Regions from separate parts of the Mus musculus genome. Here regions 1 and 2 are each linked to region 3. A link is a contact called in public HiChIP or PLAC-seq data. All regions are on one chromosome and are shown on one strand. Each heading gives the region's core, a stretch centred on a gene start, on an enhancer-like site or on the middle of the called end of the contact. The rest is flanking DNA. Distances are from core to core; before and after follow the strand shown. Region 1 has its middle 19 kb from the start of Gm36140. Region 2 overlaps Mtus2 (microtubule associated tumor suppressor candidate 2). Region 3 overlaps Ubl3 (ubiquitin-like 3).

The links. HiChIP or PLAC-seq counts read pairs in DNA pulled down with a chosen protein or histone mark.
Region 1: a contact with region 3 is called in an H3K4me3 HiChIP or PLAC-seq map of bone marrow-derived macrophages, with 3 times the contacts expected there. The contact joins two enhancer-like sites. A contact is called at or near these places in 2 of 484 Hi-C or Micro-C datasets (erythroblasts and granulocyte-monocyte progenitors) and 2 of 115 datasets of contacts at active chromatin or transcription factors (bone marrow-derived dendritic cells and bone marrow-derived macrophages).
Region 2: an H3K4me3 HiChIP or PLAC-seq map of embryonic stem cells shows a contact between it and region 3, with 19 read pairs. The contact joins two enhancer-like sites. A contact is called at or near these places in 2 of 115 datasets of contacts at active chromatin or transcription factors (the SCID.adh cell line and embryonic stem cells).

What each region holds. Positions count from the first base shown.
Region 1 is chr5:148,651,142-148,655,665 of GRCm38.p6, forward strand. No RefSeq gene overlaps it. Among named protein-coding and RNA genes, the nearest start is that of Gm36140, 19 kb to the left of the region's middle. Within about 2 kb of position 1,585, at least 53 of the 459 cell types and tissues checked have an H3K27ac peak or open chromatin away from gene starts, as enhancers often do. A contact at or near this core is called in bone marrow-derived dendritic cells, bone marrow-derived macrophages, erythroblasts and 1 more, where this site is marked.
Region 2 is chr5:148,301,971-148,306,860 of GRCm38.p6, forward strand. It overlaps Mtus2 (microtubule associated tumor suppressor candidate 2), which reads left to right. Exons shown (of 15, transcript NM_001359503.1): 13 at 1,513-1,632; 14 at 4,660-4,757. Among named protein-coding and RNA genes, the nearest start is that of Slc7a1, 95 kb to the right of the region's middle. Within about 2 kb of position 1,686, at least 20 of the 459 cell types and tissues checked have an H3K27ac peak or open chromatin away from gene starts, as enhancers often do. A contact at or near this core is called in embryonic stem cells, where this site is marked.
Region 3 is chr5:148,507,359-148,511,787 of GRCm38.p6, forward strand. Ubl3 (ubiquitin-like 3) reads right to left here. Exons shown (of 5, transcript NM_011908.2): 3 at 1,911-1,997. Among named protein-coding and RNA genes, the nearest start is that of Ubl3, 43 kb to the right of the region's middle. Within about 2 kb of position 2,048, at least 116 of the 459 cell types and tissues checked have an H3K27ac peak or open chromatin away from gene starts, as enhancers often do. A contact at or near this core is called in bone marrow-derived dendritic cells, bone marrow-derived macrophages, embryonic stem cells and 2 more, where this site is marked.

The DNA of each region.
Region 1 (4,524 bases), core at 335-2,834, 140 kb after region 3:
CATGGGGCCGTACCCAGCAACCGATAAGGAAGCAGTAGTATTTTTCCCCTCGCATGCACTCGTTTTCTTAGCATCCCTGGGAGAGGAAGATGAAGGGTGGCTCAATTTCGCAAAGCCCTCCGGCTGACTCAAGAGCTCAGTGCTTTGTGAATGTGTTGCATGAACACTGCGCAAACTCTCACATCTAGTGTCACATCTGCTTTTACAAGGTGTCTGCATGAGAAGTGTTGGGGAGGTCTCACAGTCAGCCAGCCACCTACCTTCTGGATTCTAAAGAGCACTGTGAAGGTCAATTCTCAGAAGCCTACACCCTATGCGCGTCTCCTTCTGAGTGCAAATTAATATGTGTGTGCATGTGTGCTTGTGCTCTCACACACACACTGCTCTCTGAACTCTGAGCAGGGGTGTAGTAGGGAGAGCTACTGTACCTGAGGGCTGTACCGAGAGTGGAGTCATCTACCTCCATACCTGGGGGACCAGAGCAGGTAAGATGGTCTCAGGAGCCAGGCCATAATATTCCCAAATGGCAGAAACTCAAGGTGTACCCTGGATGGGTCACCCCCTTGAGAGGACCAGGGACAATAGTGAGGATATCTCAGTGGTCTGTAAGCTTGCCCAGGAGCTCTGAGCAGGGCTACAGAGGGCAGAGGGCTTTCTTCACTTCCCCAAAGCTCTAGTGTCCTATTGCTTGCAGTCCAGGACACAAGTACTCAGGGACAACCCACTCCTGTCAAGCCAGCCTTCTAAGCCTTCTTCCCCGGGGCAGGTAATTTCCATGCAGAGAACAGCTGGGAAGGAATTCCTCATTTCCTTCCCGTATTCAAGAGGCTTGGGCTTCCCCCAACAGAATTCCAACCCAGCTTTTAAATCAATGACTCCAAATGCATCTGGCCATGTAGAAAGCAAAATGAATAGACAGAGTACGCCTGTCCATCCACCATTCCTGCCGACAGGCAGGCAGCTTCTGGAGTGGGGAGGGGGCCACAGGATACCTCCCCTTGCAGCGTGCCTCCATCTCCACAGCAGGAAGGAGCAACCCAGTGGCCTTACATCTAGCTTTGAAGAGAGGAGGAGAAGCTCCACCCGCACCCTCCGGAGCTTACCAGGAAAGGAGCAAGCATCACCCTGTCTAGTACTCCTGGCCACCTGGCCACTCTTCCCAATCCCAGAATTCTTTGCAGGAGACGCAACGCTCCCTGCAAGTTAGGAAGGGCTTTTGGGAAATTCAGTGTCAGGAAGGGTAAAGGGGAGTTAACAGACAAGGCCATCAAGGACACAGAAGACCTGGGGACTGTTTTCAGCAGGGCGGCCCAGGAGTCGGGAGTAAATTACGGGTGCTGTTTTCCGTGGCCCACAAATGAACGGTGTGCCCTGTTGCTTGGTCTCTCTTAGACCGTCCCTGCTGCCCCACTGACCAGGTCCAGATAAAGAAGGCCTGGTCTCTGAGGGTCAGTGGTAGAGAGCTCACCCGTCCTGTGTGGTTCAAGCGTTTTTAAGGAGACACACACCTATTGCTGTGCCAGGGAGAGACAGAGGCTTCTGTGAAGAGAGGAACCTGGCACCTAGGTTCCCCTTTCCTTCCAGTGGCCACTGTGGTCTGTAGTCTTAAAGAGGCCAGATCCGTTTCTGAAGGAAGCAGTCTGTCTGTCTCTCCCACCCCTGTCCCTCCCTTCTTCCTTCCCTCCCATTCTCCTCCTCCTTCTTTCTGTCCCTCCTTCCCTCCCATGGTTCCTACCCTTTCCTCTATCCCTCCCCCCTCCCTCCCTCCCTCCCTCCCTCCCTCCCTCTGCATGTTTCCATCTCCTGACTCTGTCTGTGTTGCAGGGTTGACCCTCCCCCTGACCCCTTTCTCAAGCATCTCTCTTTCCTCAGTTCCTCTTCCGGATTTACTCAGCCACCACAGCCCTACCCCACCTCCAGGACTTTCTGCAAGCCCCCAGACTTCATGAACTCCTCAGCAACCGTCAGAGCCCTCAGGACTCTATGGCTGCCTTCTGCTGTTTCTCCTGACCTCTGCTCCCCATCTGGGAGGTAACCATTTGGACTGTGGAGTATTTAGGCCTCCTTTTATTGTTTGCTTGTTTGGCGGAATTTTTTTGGGGGGGAGGGCGCTCTGCCACTGAGCCTCAGCCCCTCTTCCTCCTGCTATGTGCTACAAACAGGTTCTCACTAAGTAGCTGAAGAAAGCCCTGGCCTTGGCCTCCTGCCCTGGGTTCCTGCCTCGGCCTCCTTGCAGCAGAATGCCTGCACTGTTTGCTTCTGCCTCTCTCTTGCCATTTCAGTCCTGTGGTCCTGCAGCTCAAGGTTTGTCTGGGCAGCTCAGCATCTCTCCCCAAAGTAGCCAAGGCTCTCAAAGGGAACCCTGGAGCCCCAGCCTTCTTGATCTTTCTCTTAGAGACCCTTTCCATGGTAGAGGATGTCCAGAGCGGGAGTGAACATAGATGACCTTGTGGACTTGTCTGCAGATTTCACTGACAGCCTGAAAGTTGTCCTTATGATCCAGAAGTGGGGGTCTCTGTACAGCTTCCTAGTGACTGGGGCGCTACAAAGAAAGACCAGAGGAGAGTGGAGGATGCTGGGTAAAGCACATAGTAGTAACTCGTTAAATATACTCAGGAATTAGGACACAGCTTCTTACCAAAATATATTTGAAGACCAGGTACGATGGCTAACACCTTCAATCCCAGCACAGAGGAAGCAGAGGCAAGTGGATCTTTGTGAGTTTGAGGGCAGCCAAGGAAAAAAAATAAGTCCCTGTCTCAAAAAAAAAAAAAAAATATATATATATATATACACACACACAAATAAGTTTATATATGTATATCTAATATATAAAGATATATGTTTATATATTTTTGTATATAAATATGTTTATATATAAATATATTTCAAACACACACAATATATATTTGAGGGGCTAGAGAGATGGCCAGAGGGGATGGCTCAGTGGTTAAGAGCACTTGCTCCTCTTCCAGAGGACCTGGGTTCAGTTCCCAACACCCATATCAGTTGGTTCATAACCACCTGTACTACAGCTCTAAGGGATCCAATACCCTCTTCTGCTCTCCTCAAGCATGTGTATACAAGGGGTGTGCACATACACCACACACACACACACACACACACAGAAATAAGAATAAATCTTTTAAAATATAATTAAAATCAGCTATTTTATAGTGAGAGTTAATTCTTTAATTTATAAGTATTAATTTAAAGAATAGATGTCCTGTGACATCTTCATACATGCATATAATGTACTTTAGCTATAGTAGTTAATTCTTTTTAAAAAATAATATTACTATGGTCATTTCTCCTCCTGTCCAGAGGTTTTCTTTCTGCCATACAAATTACCTGTGGCATGAATATAATAAAAGGAAAGTTCTAGAAACGAGCAATTCATGGTTTGGGAAAGGCTAAGTAGCACAATGAACCCACAACCTGCTGCTCACTCTTGCTCGGGATGTGAGCTGTTCCATTGTGCAGCGGGTCTGTGGTGTGTATGCTACCCGCCTGTCAATCCCAGGTCACCATCATTGTTGCCATAGCAACTCCAACAGCACCACTCTGCTCGCTTCAAGTCACTTACATTTTATTGAATAACGCTCCCAAGTGCAAGAGATACACTGCTGAGAGTTTATTATAATTGCCCGTCTTAATATTAATTATAGTCATTAACCCTTTAATGTGCCTGACTTGTAAATTTAACATTATACAAAAAATTAAACATGACAGTAAATATAGGCATTGGTACCCCCTGCAGTTCCAGGAATCCCCTAGAGTCCTGGAGTATACCCTCAAGATAAGGGTAGGGAGTATGGTCTTTTAGTGTATGCCAGACTCAGGCATCAATTAGTTTATTTCCCCAAATAGACTTATGACACACCACTATGGCTGTGTTAAAATAAGAGACCTCAGAGTTCGGAATGTAGCTCAGCGGTTGAGCACTTTCCTAGTATTCCCAAGGCCCTGGAATTGCAAAGACAAACAAACAACAAACAAAAGATTCTCCTGAAATAGGAAACTAAGTGTTTTGCTTGTGACTGGCATGTAACATGGCTGGGGTTCCAACCCCGTCTAGCTGATTCCCAAATGTGTACTTTAATCACCATAAATGCATCTCGCCAGAGTCCGGGATCTTGAGCGTCTTCAGGGTGGGGCTGCAGTGTACACGGTGGCTGTTTGGACTGGCGGGGTTGAGCCTGAACTCTAACATCTTCCCTCCTGTACTCCAGTCATCCCCACCGTGTCTAAGCAGCCAGAGAAGACATGGCTGCTACTATATGGCTTTCTTTTCAATTAGGGGAGTCGAACCACATCCCGGCAGAAGCCGCACACTCCATTTTACAAACACCTCTTGGCTTCGAGGTTTAGGAGAATTTCATCAAACAGGACACAAGGCTCTCTTGTCTGCCCCAGTGGCCCAGGGTTGACCATCCTCCCTGCTTGGGAGAGTTTGGCAATAAGAAAGAGTGAAGTGATTCAACGCTCTGATTTCTTCTGAGAGAATCCATGGTTACAAAGCTC
Region 2 (4,890 bases), core at 436-2,935, 210 kb before region 3:
GTTTTTTATCCTGTGGGGGAGTGGATTGAACCTTGGGCTGCATGTGCGCTAGGCTAGTTCTCCAGCCCCCAGCCAAAGCCCTAACCCTCCTCCCCCCTCCTCTCCTTCCTCCTCCCCCTTCCTTCCTCTTCCCCTCCTCCTCCTCCCCTCCCCTGCCCCTCCTCCTCATTTTCCTCCCTCTCCTCCCCCTCCTCCCCCTCCTCCCCCTCCTCCCCCTCCTCCCCCTCCTCCTTCCCCTCCTCCTCCTCCTCCTCCTCCTCCTCCTCCTCATTTTGAGACAGTCTTGTGAACTTCCCACCCTCCTGCCTCTTTCTCAGTGTTACAAGCCTGCTGCTGCAGCTAGCTTGGGTTGGGTTGGGTTTTCAATGTTGCCTCTCTGAAATTCAAATTAAAATTGATGTCCCACCGTTTTACTTGTTCACGTCCACCAGCCCCCGCTCTGACATGTCATTCTCATAAACGGCTTTTTAAAAAAACAGAACAAGCTGTGCATGTGGTGGTTCACACCTTTAATGCCAGCATTTGGGAGGCCGAGGCAGGCAGATCTCTGAGTTTGAGGCCAGCCTGGTCTACAAAGTGAATACCAGGGCAGCCAAAGTTACACAGAGAAACCCTGTCTCTAAGGGGATAAAGGGAGGGGGCGGGCAGATGGGGCTGAAGAGATGGCTCAGTGGTTAAGAGCACTGGGTGCTCTTCCAGAGGACCTAAATTCAATTCCCTGAGCCCACGTGGCAGCTCACAACCATCTGTAACTCCTTTGCCAGGGGACCTGACGCCCTCATACAGACATACTTGCTGGCAAAATACCAATGTATATTAAAAAAATAAAAATAAATTAAAAAGATAGTTTCTTTTTTAAAAAATTAGGGGATGGTATCTTTGATAGATTGAGCATATTAAATCTTCTTTAACATTTATTATCGTTAGATTCTCTACATGAGCACCATTATTTCCACCCCACACTCTTCCCTGCCAGTTCCTCCATGGCCCCTCTCTCGGCTTCATGACCTCTTCTTTGATCATTATTGTGACAAAAGGACAGACAGACAGACAGACAGACAGTTAGGACCTTCAGAGTCTGTCTAATGCTGTTCATATGCGCATGTGTTTACTAGGGCTGACCACAGGGAATTGGGTAACCAATCCGGGAATGACCGATCCTCCGCCCCTTGGTAGCCATTCATTACCCATAGTTCTTCATCTAGGGGCGGAGCCTTGAGAGACTTCCTCCATCCACTTTGCTTTGTAAAGCGCTTGGCTTGTTTCCTATGCATGAGCTTAAGGACATGGGCGAGACACGTGAGACCCCCCAGCGCCCTGGGGATCCAGTCCTGTGGGAGGAGGGTCAGAGCCTGTGTTATCCCAGGAATCCCCCCTCGGAGGTGCTGGCACCCGCTCCTGCACAGGTGCTATGGCTGTACATTGCGGAAGCACGGCAATCACACTGGGCTGGTTCATACAGCGTGCTGAGCCGGGAACCTGGTATGAAACGTACACTCTCTGCCCTTGTAGATTGCGCTGGCTCCATACCAGCACCTGGAAGAAGACATGCAGAGCCTGAAGCAGGTGCTGGAGATGAAGAACCAGCAGATCCACCTGCAGGAGAAGAAGATCATCGAGCTGGAAAAGCTGGTGAGTTGGCCCGCTTGCTCCAGAGAGCGGATGCTGTGGCTCTTGCTGGTGACAGTGCTCGGTGAGGGGTGCCCCTCCCTGCCTGTGGCTCACAGGCGAACCGGACAATCGTAGCTGAGCCTGGACTTCTCACAAGGCCAGGACTTCTGAAAGGAGTCCTGGTGGCTTCTTTTGGTTACTTCTCCAATCATTTCTGTGTCCTTCCACCACTAAGACGACAGCAGGAACGATCCATCGCTGTTGTTTACCAGGCCTGAGCAAAGCTCTGTCATTCCATTCCAACAGCTAGCCTGGGCAATGGTACTGCCACAGGACGAGAAGCCTAGGAAGGGGGACAGTTGTACCCAGTCTGTGAGTGGCTGAGCCCACAAGGCAACCCTGGAGGAGTGCCCCCAAATCCTCACGTGACAGAAGGATCAGAGATCTCAGTAATGGGAGTCCACCTTCATGAGCCAATGACCTCCAAAGGCCCCATGTCCTGTCCTGGTACTGCACCTGGGGGAGAGGGGTTCAGTTGCTTTGGAGGGACAGGAGCATCCAGTTCAAAACAAAGACTTTGCCCCTCGGTCATCAGCTAGGTTCCTGGGAGCTAGCCTGAGGAAATAGAGCAATATTTGTCCCCTCCTAGAGGCCCAAGGCCCAGATAAGGGCTTTTAAAAACTATGTATTCTGTGTGCATGTAGGTGTAGTATCCACTGAAACCAGAAGAGGGTGCCAGGTCCTCCTGTAGCGTCCTGACCAGTGTGTGCTGGGAACCAAATTCAGGTCCACAAGAGCTGTAAATGTTTTTAATAGCTGAGCTTTCTTTCCAGCCCCATTTGTTGATATTATTTTTTAAATGATTTTTGCTACTATGAAAGAGGAAGAGAGAATGTGTACATTGTAGGAAAGATAAACAAAAATAAGAAAATTAGAATATCGTATTCTTCTACCATTAACACTTCTCAGAGATATGTCTTAATGCCCCTCTCTCCTACACACACACATACACACACCAAATTTTGTCTTGTACAGTGTTCTATAGCCCTCTTCCAACGAACAGGTCTCCCCCCCCCACACACACACACCCAGCTAGGATCTTGCTAAATAGCCCATGCTGGTCTGAAATTTATAGTCCCACTGCCTCCACCACCAGCGTGCCGAGATTACAGACTTGTATCTCACCTCCAGTTTTGAAGAGTTACTGCCCATCTCATCCCCATTTGTCTCTGAAACATCCTTTGCAAATGGTTTGCACAAACCAGGAGCTTGGTCCACGTGTGGCTCTCTGCTGCAGGCATCTCTTGTTGCACAGGTGTGTTCCAGGCAGTGGAGAGACAGGTGTGTCTATTACCACCGTCCTGGGCAATGGGAGCCACATAGCTCCTCCCAACAGCCCAGCACTTATCACGGACCACAGGGGCCACACAGACCGATCTTGTCATATGCCCTGGCTAGGGTGACCCTTGAAACAGCCATCCATCTTCCTCTCGGTGATTGGGCTGTCTGCAAAGAACCACCCACGAGCCCCTGGGCTGATTTGGCTATGTTCAGCCATGTTCTGGCTTTGCAGAAGGTCTGTATGACTTTCTGTCCTGGGGATCTATTATTTCCCACTTCCTGGGAATAAAGATGAAGGCCAGGTAGTATGCCTTGCTCCAGTCCTTGGCAAGGATTCCCAAGCTCTATTCATGAGCAAGTTGCAGTTTTCTTTAAAGACTAGTGTACTGGCTAGTTTTGTGTCAACTTGACACAGCTGGAGTTATCACAGAGAAAGGAGCTTCAGTTGAGGAAATGCCTCCATGAGATCCAACTGTAAGGCATTTTCTTACTTAGTGATCAAGGGGGAAAGGCTCCTTGTGGGTGGGACCATCTCTGGGCTGGTAGTCTTGGGTTCTATAAGAGAGCAGGCTGAGCAAGCCAGGGGAAGCAAGCCAGTAAGGAACATCTCTCCATGGCCTCTGCATCAGCTCCTGCTTTCTGACCTGCTTGAGTTCCAGTCCTGCATCCTTTGGTGATCAACAGCAGTATGGAAATGTGAGCCAAATAAACCCTTTCCTCCCCAGCTTGCTTCTTGGTCATGATGTTTGTGCAGGAACAGAAACCCTGACTAAGACAACTAGCTACAGGAACAGTCAATGCACCCCCCCCCCTTTCATGGGACAATCCAGGTGTGGGTGCTCATCCCAGGCACTGCGGCAGCTGGGAAGCTAAAGCAGAAGGTCGCTGTGTACTCCAGGGCACCCTGAGTCACACGGCGAGTTCCAAAGGCTACAGTCAATTAAAGAGGCTACAGAGTAAAAAGCCTCTTTAAAAAAAATTCTAAAGTTAGAACGAAAGCACACACCAGCTAGATCCCACAGTGATGGAGAGATGGCATAAACTGGCAAGACCGTCACTGTAATAAGCCTTTCTAATAGGTTGCCAAGGCTTCCCCTGTCTGTTTTTAAAAAATTGACCTTTGCTTCTGTATCTTCAAATCCAAGAGGATTCCCTAGACTTTTAGACTTCTAGGCTTCTTTGCTTTGTTGTTCTGGCTGGAAAGGAAAGAATATGCCCACAATACTTGGCACTCTAGCCCCGTTAATTCAAAAGCGCCTGAGTAGGGCCAAGTATGTGTGCCTGGCAAGGGACAGTGACTCACTCACTGCAGTTGACCTCCAATTGGGATTCACAGCCTGATTCTGATCATGACAGTGACCTGTAACCCTCACTGTAAAAATATGTATGTATTCTCTCTCTCCCTCATACATGCACACACACACACACACACACACACACACAGAGAGAGAGAGAGAGAGAGAGTCTAAAATATGTATCATAGTGCTTTTTTACTACATACAGTGCACTCCGGCATTTTCTGCTCTGACTTTCTGAAAAGGGCTATGCTGGTCGCTTATCCATCTCGCCTGACTTTCCAGCCCACAAAAGTGTTGTGCAGAGAGTTTAGCAAAGCACTGTTCCCAGAGATCCTCCAAAGTGCAGAAGCCAGGACCAACGGCTTGCCGCTGGCTGGTGGGCGTCTCTTCACTAGTGTCCCTTTCCTAGGTGGAAAAGAATATCATCCTGGAAGAAAGGATCCAGGTGCTGCAGCAGCAGAATGAAGACCTCAAAGCGAGGATCGACCAGAACACAGTTGTCACCAGGTGGGTGGGCCCCGTTTCTGATCACATGCCCGTCTCAGAATGGCTTTCCTGGAACATCTGCATTGTCGCAGTATCCAGTCTGAATCATCTCCTGGTGCCTCTCACATGATCAGAAGAAAAGCACACGGCTGTG
Region 3 (4,429 bases), core at 798-3,297:
AACTGACCGAACAATAATGGCAGGTGGAATAAATGGGCCTGCAGTCCTGACTTCTCAAGAGGCTGAGGCAGGAGGATTGTTGGAGTTGAATGGTGTTAAGCCAAGTGGCACAACCCACAGTGAGACCAGGTATTAAGGTGGGTGGGGAGAAGAGCAAAGGATGAATAGGCCCAGGCTGCCTACTGTGTCTGCCCAGTGGTTGAAGGCTATCCACAGCCTGTACCTCACTACCTTCCCCTCCGCCACTGCTTGAACATTGCCTTCCACAAGGACATCATTTGTTTCCATGCTGGGCCATTCTTTTATAAGCTGGTGAGATGACTCAGCAGGCAAAGGCTACCTCAGGAAGAAGCCTGATGCCTGAGTTTGATCCTGAACCCCAGGGAAAGCTGGAGAAGAACTGACTACAAAGCTGCCCTCTGTCCTCCATACCTGGGCCTTGTTCCTCGTAGTAATAAAATAGAAATATTAAAATATTGTTGTCAAATATTTTTATTCTATTAAAAACAAAACAAACAACAACAACAAAACAAAACAACAAAACAAAACCCACTGTCTGCCTTTATTTGTAGCTGCAGGCCGTAAATCTACTTGATAGGCTACTGAGCGAGCCCATAGCTCTTCCACAGCCACCATGCACATACTGGAAGGCAGCTGCCATTGCTGTATGCTGCCTCCGAAACACTCCTAACCAAAAAGGAAACCTGCAGTCCAGAAGGCAGACAGCGGAATGTTAGCAGGGTAGCCTAACCTAGCATCCAGCAGCACTGGCCAAGCAAGGGCCACTGGCCCCCACACTACCTGTCTGAGTCATGAGAGCTGGAAGTCCTTTAATTTACTTCCAAAAGAGACTGGCAGCTACACAATTGTCTAGAGATGAGTCATTTTACTGATTATTCTAAAATTTTAATGAGAATGAAGCATCTTGATCTTAACAAAGATTCTGTGACCTTTAACCTGACACTGAAACCGAGGGGCTGGTGGGAATTGCTCAACAGACCGGTGTTCCAAGGGGCAGCAGACTCACTCTCAGAGTCAAGAGAGGAAACCCAGCCAACACTTATTAGCTTGGTTTCTTCTTTTCTTTATTAATTTTAATTCAAGATCTTGTTTGAACCATTAAAAAAAATGGCCCCATGATTAATATATGCACAAACCAGCCAGGGGCTAACAGTCAACTCTCCTCACAGTGACAGAGGGTTGGTCTAATTAGGCAAAACTACAAACAAATTCTACCTTTAAGTGGCAATTATTTCTTGTATTTCTACAAACTACAGCAGTTTTCAGAGCAAACATAACACTGAAACAAACCAGCTCCATGTGAGCCCAGGCTCTGCAGCAGCCCACTAGGACCACACTGCTGGTCACTGAGGTCACCAGCTCTAACCCACAAGTCTTTCCATAGTGGACTCTGTTGTCCCATGCAAGCCCAGAGCAACCTGAAGGAGGATCTGGTCACATTCAATCCGCCTACTCAAGTTTATTGGTGCTGACACATGAACTGCTCAGTGACTACACAGTAACCGACCTACCTACCCAGGGAAGAACAGACTGCAGACCTCACCATTAGACGACCAGACTGAAGCACGATGGCGTGTCCACAGCAGTATTTACTTGGTCCCCACACAATGAGCACTTACTGAGTCCACTGAAAAAGCCCTCTTTTTACAAATGAAAACCTGCAGTCATAAACGTGCCAAGTCTGTGGGATGGATTTTGATGTAAAAGTAGCACACCCACCATACCACCCAGCAGCGCAGGGAACCCATCTGTAACCTGGCAGGCGGAGCCGTCTCCAGGGAGAAGCACACCCAGAGCTGGGGACCTCAGGGTCTCAAGTCACCTTTTTTTAGAAACCACTGTCATTTAAAATAAACAGAGGAATAATGCTGGCAAAGGACATTAATTACCTCCTAGGGTGACGTTTCCATGTAGAAATCTGCCTTGATAAATGAGTCGAAGAATGTTTGGGCTGCTGACCTGCTCTTCTTCCCAGTCTGAAAAAAGGAGAACTGGTTAGGCTCGGGCCCACACAACAGCACTTCTGTACACTCTGTAGAGGCTACCAGGAAGGGTGTGGCCCAGAGTCCCCACCCAAGCACTGCAGCCCTGGCTCCTTCCACCTTCCTCAAGTAGCAACAAAGAGCTGCAGAAGACTGTTTGTCCCTCAAGAGATCAGAGAGTGCCAAGCTGCAGGCTGAAGTTAAGGAAAACACCGAGCCAGAAGTCTAGCCTTGGTAAAGGGAATCTACCATTTGAAAATCAATTTCCATTATCAGTAATTAATGGACACTATAATGTTCCAGTGCTTGTACTGTTCAAATGTGTGCTCAAGGGTAGCAACAAGTTCCTCAAAGACTTCCTTAGGTGCCTGGGCTACATTGCTGTGCTGTTTTTCAGAGGCCAACTGGCAAACATTTCATGGCATTTGAGGCACACGGCTACCAGCTGGAGTATGGGCAGCACAGCAGCTCCTGCAGAAGCCCCGTCTGAGAACAGAGACTGCTGTTTGGACAGAGGGCGCTTTCCTTGGTAGCTCCCATCAGCTTCTTGCTGCAACAACGGAAGCTCTGGGTTCAGTGTGATCTGAAGACTTCCTGCTCACCATTCTAGTAGCTCCTACTCTCAGTAGGAGACGACAGACAAAGTAGTCCAGAAGACTGAGTGATGGAAGAGAAGAGAAGAAAGCCTGTCCTTGGTTGGTTCTGTTTCGTTGAGTGTTCAAAACAATGTATGTGCATGCACCTGATTTATCCGGTCTCAGGAACTCAAGTGAGAGAGGAACTCCCCAGGCCTGTCCCTTCCCGGGGAGTCTTACTGTACTCTTTCCTAGATAAAGATCAGGGGAGCTACTCTGCTTCAGCAAAAATTACTTTGCATGCACTGCCCTTAAAACCATCATTTATATAATTTATAGAATATGTCTGGCCAAACATTCCTTTGCTATAAACACAAGTGACAGTAACTTTAATCCATATAGAAGAGAGGTTAGGACTCTAAGGGGGATTTAAGGCCTGATAAAGCATAGTGAAGCCATGCCTTTCCATTATCTTTCACGGCCTCATGAGATGTGCCCTTCTCCTCTCTAGGCCCCAGAGGGACATGTACAGAACACGGCTTAGGAGGACTCTGGTGTCACTGATGTGATTAGCAGACCAGACAGCCAAGGAGTCCACCTGCCAGCCTGCTCCTTCCTCAGGGCAGGGCACCCAAAGACTTTTCTTCTACTGCTCCAGAATTTACTATTTTTTTCTTACAAGATCCAACAAATACATTTACTGGCTTTTAGTGCAAGATATTATAGTGGTTTAGACCTAGAATATTAATTTAAGTACTTTGTATAAAAGGAGCCCTTTTATGCACTCTAGTATATGCTGAGTAGATCTGGCAAACTCAGGAAAGAGGGACTTAAAGAAGGACTTTTCAAAGCGAGTAACATCTAGCTGATGTGATCAATTTCCAGAACAGGCGGGAGCCTCTTCACCTGCAGTATGTACCATTGGTGCCTCTCCCGTTATCATTACCTGGATTGTTTTAAGGAACTAAAGTAACTTTAAAAGTTCAAATTGCGCCGGGTGGTGGTGGCGCATGCCTTTAATCCCAGCACTTGGGAGGCAGAGGCAGGTGGATTTCTGAGTTCGAGGCCAGCCTGGTCTACAAAGTGAGTTCCAGGACAGTCAGGGCTATACAGAGAAACCCTGTCTCAGGAAAAAGAAAAAAAAAGTTCAAATTGCTTTTGCTAAACATATTATATAGATCTGGCATGGTGGCACATGCTTATAATCTCAGGTTGAGAGAGGAATTCTCCTAATTTGATTTGCCTGATTTGAGAGCAGCCCAAGTAATTTAGTAAGACATTGTCAAAAAATAAATAAAAAACTGGAGCTAGGGACACAGCTTCGTAATGGAGAGCTTTCCTGGCATGCACAAGGCCCTGGCTTCAACCCTCTGCATTGGAAAAAGTTAAAGAGATGGGCTACAGCAGTGTTACCCAGGGGCACATGCCATGGAAACTGTTAGGGGCACACTCTGGAAGCTCAAAGGGAAAACTCAGGACTCCCTCAAGAATCTCACTAGATAGGGAGGCAGCAGAGAAGGGAGGAGCTACCGCATACACTCCCCCAGAGAGCTCACAGTGGTGCAGTAAAAACAGAACTCATGAAGACTTTACTCTTCCTGGCCCTTCTTCGCAGAATGCATGCAGTAAGAACTAACTGCAGGTCAAGTCTGTCTCAAGCTTCATTTCCAATCAGCTATGCACAGAGGAGCCCACAGCGCCTGCTGCCTCTGAGAAGGTTGGCTCTTTCCTTCTGGGTTCACTGACATGGGAGTGGATGTGCACTGAGTACACTCTACCTGCACTAAGGCAAACATGGCCTCTGGATCTCCTGCTCCTTCGATGCTCTGTGGTGAGAAAGGCAAAATCTAG